2 separate regions of the Mus musculus genome follow, and region 2 is linked to region 1. Evidence: chromatin contacts called from public promoter capture Hi-C data. All regions are on one chromosome and are shown on one strand. Each heading gives the region's core, a stretch centred on a gene start, on an enhancer-like site or on the middle of the called end of the contact. The rest is flanking DNA. Distances are from core to core; before and after follow the strand shown.

The links. Promoter capture Hi-C pulls out the DNA fragments that hold promoters and counts their contacts.
Region 2: a promoter capture Hi-C map of liver shows a contact between it and region 1, with 2.6 times the contacts expected there. The contact joins the promoter of Abhd5 here to the enhancer-like site in region 1. A contact is called at or near these places in 6 of 39 promoter capture datasets (the 3T3-L1 cell line, cranial neural crest, hippocampal neurons and 3 more), 1 of 484 Hi-C or Micro-C datasets (muscle stem cells), 2 of 115 datasets of contacts at active chromatin or transcription factors (bone marrow-derived macrophages and pancreatic cancer cells) and 1 of 9 other capture datasets (pancreatic islet).

The regions. Positions count from the first base shown.
Region 1 is chr9:122,030,957-122,033,539 of GRCm38.p6, forward strand. The region is part of intron 1 of Gm39465 (a long non-coding RNA gene); the gene reads right to left. Among named protein-coding and RNA genes, the nearest start is that of Gm39464, 15 kb to the right of the region's middle. Within about 2 kb of position 1,300, at least 12 of the 459 cell types and tissues checked have an H3K27ac peak or open chromatin away from gene starts, as enhancers often do. A contact at or near this core is called in liver, where this site is marked.
Region 2 is chr9:122,350,329-122,352,911 of GRCm38.p6, forward strand. It overlaps Abhd5 (abhydrolase domain containing 5), which reads left to right and starts at 1,288. Exons shown (of 7, transcript NM_026179.2): 1 at 1,288-1,511. The coding sequence starts at 1,459.

The DNA.
Region 1 (2,583 bases), core at 50-2,549:
GACTGCCTGTTAGAGACACTGGGGAGCTTTGTGAAAACAGACTCCCAGGCCCCATCCTCCACCTTTGCTTCGGCTGCTTTGTAAAATCTCTAAAGTCGGACATAGAGAGAGATAGCTCTGTTTGTAAGGTGCGTGCTCACTCATCATGTAAGTATGAGGGCCTGAATCCCATCCTGAGGAGACACATGAAAAGCTGAGCACTTTGAAACCCCAGCACTGGGGAAGCAGAGACAAGCGAGTGCTTGAGGCTCACTGGCTGGCTAGCCTAGGCTGCTTGTTGAGTTCCAGGCCAGTGAGAGATCCTGTCTCAAAGAAGAGGTGGCGGTGTCTGAGGAAAGACACTTGAAGCTGTCCTTTGGCTCCCATATGCATAAACATATATGCACACATGCATCCACATACATGTGCACTCACACACACACACAATCCATTCAAAGGCTCATTTCAACATGTACGTCAATTTACCAGAGAGCCTTCGAAAATGCAGTTTCTAATTCAACAATCCCAGGACCACATGTAGGAATATGCATTAATAACTGATTTCCCATGATGCCTCTGGCTCCAGAGACATATTTTGAGAAGCTAGATGTTAAGCTGTACAATTCAACATCTGAGATATAATCAAGAGAGCTGAGGCACAGAGCTAGGAAAACCTAGGGCGGCCATGGCATTTGAGAAATGGCTAGACGGAGCTCCTCCACACTGTCTCCTCAACCCTGGTGTACAAGTGGGCATAGTCACTTCTTACACACAATAGTCTATGTCTGGCCAATGAGGTGCTCAGGTTCATGACCACTGTCACAGTTAAAGAAGACCTGCACTTTCTGAATGATTAGCCACAGGTTCTGATGGAGTCCAGGAAAATTATTTGGACTCTATAGCACTCACAGGATGAAACAGCCCCCTACCTCTGAGGCCTCCCACCTGTACCAGCCAGGATCTGAGTAGACCTAAGGAAGGAAGAAAGCAGACATTTATCCCAGAATGGCAGAGGAAGACACCAGACCCCAGTGGCATGTAGCCTCCCTGTGACCTAAGCTCGGTTGCAGAGTCATGAGCCACCAAAAGCTCACAGCTCTCATCTCAGACAAGATAATTCCCTAGAAGCTGCAGTTACACTCAGTTCTGGGCCTGTAGGTGCTGCTGTTCCTAGAGCATGAGTCCCCTCTCTCCTGAGGTGAGGTCATGTGGAGTCAAGGTGATTAGTCCAGTTCAAATGACCTTTCATCGTGTGGGTCAGGTGCCAACCATGGGCAAGGCTTCTTTGGGTGACCTTTCACCCACCTAGCTAGTGTCCTCCGAGTACACAGCCAGGCCAGGCAGGCAGCACAGTGGCAGGTCTGGTCACACCCCAGGATCTGGCTCTGGTAAAGCCTTGGCAGTCACAGCAATATTCCAGGCAAACTGAGGAGCAGGTGGCTTCGTTCACCTGGTGTGGGGCTCAGTGGTCCCTGCCAAGTCCCACTGGTCCCTCACCACCTATCCTGGGCTGTACTAAGGAGACTGTTGGTCCTTTGTTAGGTCCCTAGGAATCACCCTATTGACAAAGACTCAAGACACGGAGGAAGAGGCTATGGGGTGGGATTTTTCAGACCTGTCAAACTTGTGGCATTTGTTTGCCACAGACCCTGGAGGAAGTCCCTGCAAACAGCCAAGCCAACACCTAGATGCTGAAAACAAACTGAAACATGACTGTAGAGCCTTTCATGTGTATCTTAACTCCACATATTTGGGGTCTCCAGCCCCAGGGAGAAGAGTATGCCAAGCTACAGTACTCTGACCCATGACAGGTCATGGAGGACCCAGCTGTGGTGCTAGCAGGCAGAGAGCCAGTCCCCAGAGAGTCACCACACTGTATTCTGTCCTTGTTCAGAAAGAGCTGTCCCCATTTATGTCTTAAACTCCCAGAAATCTGTCCTAGGACAAATCCCCAGGGGATGCTTACGCTTGGAGACCATCCTGTCACCAAGCAGGTAAGCAGAACCGATTTGGGGGAATGACATGAAGGTAAGACTGTGGCTTTGGAGCCACACTGTCTGGGCACACATCTTGACCACACCCTTGTCAAGGTGAAGTGACCTTCATCTTGGTATCGCTTAACTTCACCGTGCTTCAGTTTCCCTGTGGGAGGAATAAAAATAGCAGGTCCTAGGATGGTTGTGAGGATCAATGGATTGATGCAATGGAAATCCTTAAAACAGGCCCTTCCCGCCGGGCGTGGTGGCGCACACCTTTAATCCCAGCACTTGGGAGGCAGAGGCAGGCAGATTTCTGAGTTCAAGGCCAGCCTGGTCTACAAAGTGAGTTCCAGGACAGACAGGGCTATACAGAGAAACCCTGTCTCAAAAAAACAAAAAACAAAAAAACAAAAAAACAAAAAAACAAAAAAACAAAAAAACAAACCAAACAACAACAAAAAAACAGGCCCTTCCCATTGTCACCCCACCTCACGTCAGAGGAGACCCCACTTCTCCAAGACACCACTCCACCCTTCCTGGCTGTTGGCACTGGGGAGCTGTATGGTTCTCCTGTGAGTCTGTCTGGGAACCCCCTCCCTGGCCACATGTCTACCCTTGGTGACCT
Region 2 (2,583 bases), core at 38-2,537, 320 kb after region 1:
CAGGCTCCTGAGTAGTTCCGGGCATCAGTACCACCCAGGTGTGGCTGAACTAAGAGAACCTATTACATATTCTCAGAATTTCATTTTTTGGAGTGTGGGGTAGAGGGCAGGATGGGAATTGAACCTAGGAACTAATGCATAGATGGCCCCTGCACAACACAGCTCCAGCTGTAGGCAGCTTGTCACAAGCACAAAGAGCTAGGCTAGTTCATACACTTTCTCCTGACCGGAGGAACCTGCCCCCAGCCAAGGGAAACATCCCTTATGCAACACCAGGATGCCTCTATTTGTTTAATCACAGTGAGTGCCATAGTTCTGAATTCTATTTTTAAAGCGCAGTCTTGGACTTACTTGCTAGCTGCTGACTTTCATTTGCCTGTACTGAGCTTTACTCTTTATCACTTTCACGCATTTGCTCACGTCCCTTAACCAGGAAAAAAATTATTAAAATAATCCCACTCGAGGGTGTGCCTCCTTGCCTGTATGTGCACCATATACATTAAGGTGCTCTGAGGCCAGAAGAGGGTGTTGCTCCCCTGGAACTGGAATTACAAGCAGTTGTGGGGCTCCACATGGATGCTGGAAACAAACCCATTCTCTTCTATAGGACAGTATGCACTCTTAACCACTGAGCCATCCCTCGAGCCCTCTCCCCTTTAAATTTATTTATTTTAAAGACAGGGTCTCACTGTGTAGCTCTGGCTGGCTAATCAGGCTAATCCAACTCACAGAAATGTGTTTGCCTCTGACTCCCAAGTGTTTTTGAAGGGTGTGGACCACCATATCGAGCTCATGAGAATATTTTTATGAGCCCTCAGCCCTCTATCATTTTAGAATGGATTCTAGGAAGTGCTCTCCCTCTCTCCCTCCCTCGCCCCTCTCTTCTGTGGTCTGTGGGGATGATGATGGTGGTGGTGGTGATGGTGGTGGTGTGTGTGTAATTCTAGTACCCACACATAAGCTCTCAGCCTTCCGGAGTCTAGAGTCTGGCAGGGTGGAGTGCAAGTTCCTAGAGGCCACCACCTGAAAGTAAGGGCTGGAGGGTCCAGCACCACAGGATGCGCACTTCTGCCACTCAGGCTATTTCTGGCTGGGGTCTCACTCCAGGCTACCTACGGCTTGCCTAGCGCCCCGTCCAGGGCAGTCCACACGGGCGGAATGACGCATTAATGGTCATTATTCCGACGGATGACTACCTAGGCTCCCGCGGCGTCGGGCTGACCTTCCTTACCAGTGCCCCCGCCTCCGCGCGACAGGCGGGCAGCGCATGCGTGTCTGCGAGGCCGGGCCGCTGGGACGCCGAGCCTGCGGTGGCGCGGCCGCGCCCTCGGATCGTCCCAGCGGGCGGACGACGCATGCGCGGGCGGTGCGGTCTTAAGGGCGGCCGCGGCCCGGGGCCGCCCAGTCGGCCTGTCAGCCGGCTTCGAGGTGTGTCCCTGCGCTTGCGCGGCGGCGGTGATGAAAGCGATGGCGGCGGAGGAGGAGGTGGACTCGGCAGACGCCGGTGGAGGGTGAGGATCACCCGGGAAGGGGGGGACGACGTGGGTCTCGTGCGCTCTGGCGACCCCGGGCGGCCAGCCGAGGGAAGGCGCGGGCGCCCGCTCTCTCGACCCGTCGGGGCAGACAGGCCCGGTCAGGGCCGCGGGGCTGCGGGGAGGGAAAGCGGCTGCTGTTGACGGCCGTCCCGGTGATCCCGAGCGCGGCGGAGCTCAGAACTCCGCGCCGGGAGCCGTGCGTCGCCAGGGTGGGAGAAGGCGTCGGACTCGGAGCCTCGCGGGACAGCCGATCGCCGCCGGTGCGCCTGGGGCGCTTGCGTCCCACCTCCCGCTGCCCCGTGCGTGCGCTCCCGTGACCCGGCGGTCTGGCTTCACTAGCCCTGGCAAACTTTGTGAAAGTTGAAGGGCAGATGCCTAACAGGAAGGAAGCCCTTAAGTTGTTGTTGTTGTTGTTTTGTTTTTTTTGGAAACCGGAGTCACTCTATGTAGCCCTTGCTGGCCTGGAAATCTGTAGACCAGGGTAGCTTTTCAACTCTGCAGAGACCCAATCCTTTTGCCTCAGCCGTCCAGTGCTGAGATCACATGTGTGAACCACCACACCCAACTTCTTCATAGACATAGTAAGTTATTCTTTTTTGTTTTTGATATGTCATGCCCTTGTGAGTAGAACAATGCTTGGTGGAAAAATTAAATTACTATGAAAGTTATTTCACTGATTCTCAAAAGGCTACTTGTTTTATATGGACGGGACTATACATCTCCTTTATAAATTATTTTGACAGTTGTACTTCAGCTATTTGGAGACATTTGTATGGGAAAGATAACCATAGGGTAAATAGATTATGGTAATGTGAAAGTAAGTATTTTGGAAAGATGTTAGGGGAGGAATATTTTTGAAATGCTAGAAACTACACTCTTCAAGTTTTGTTTAAGTGATAATTAACAAGTGGAGCCACTGTTTTGGTCTGTTGTTGAACTTCCTAGTTATATTGACATGAAATACAGAGTGTCATGTGGTACAACTAGGACCTGGTAGCTTGGGTTTCTATTAAATTTGTCAGGACATTTTTCTGGCTCTGAGAATTCT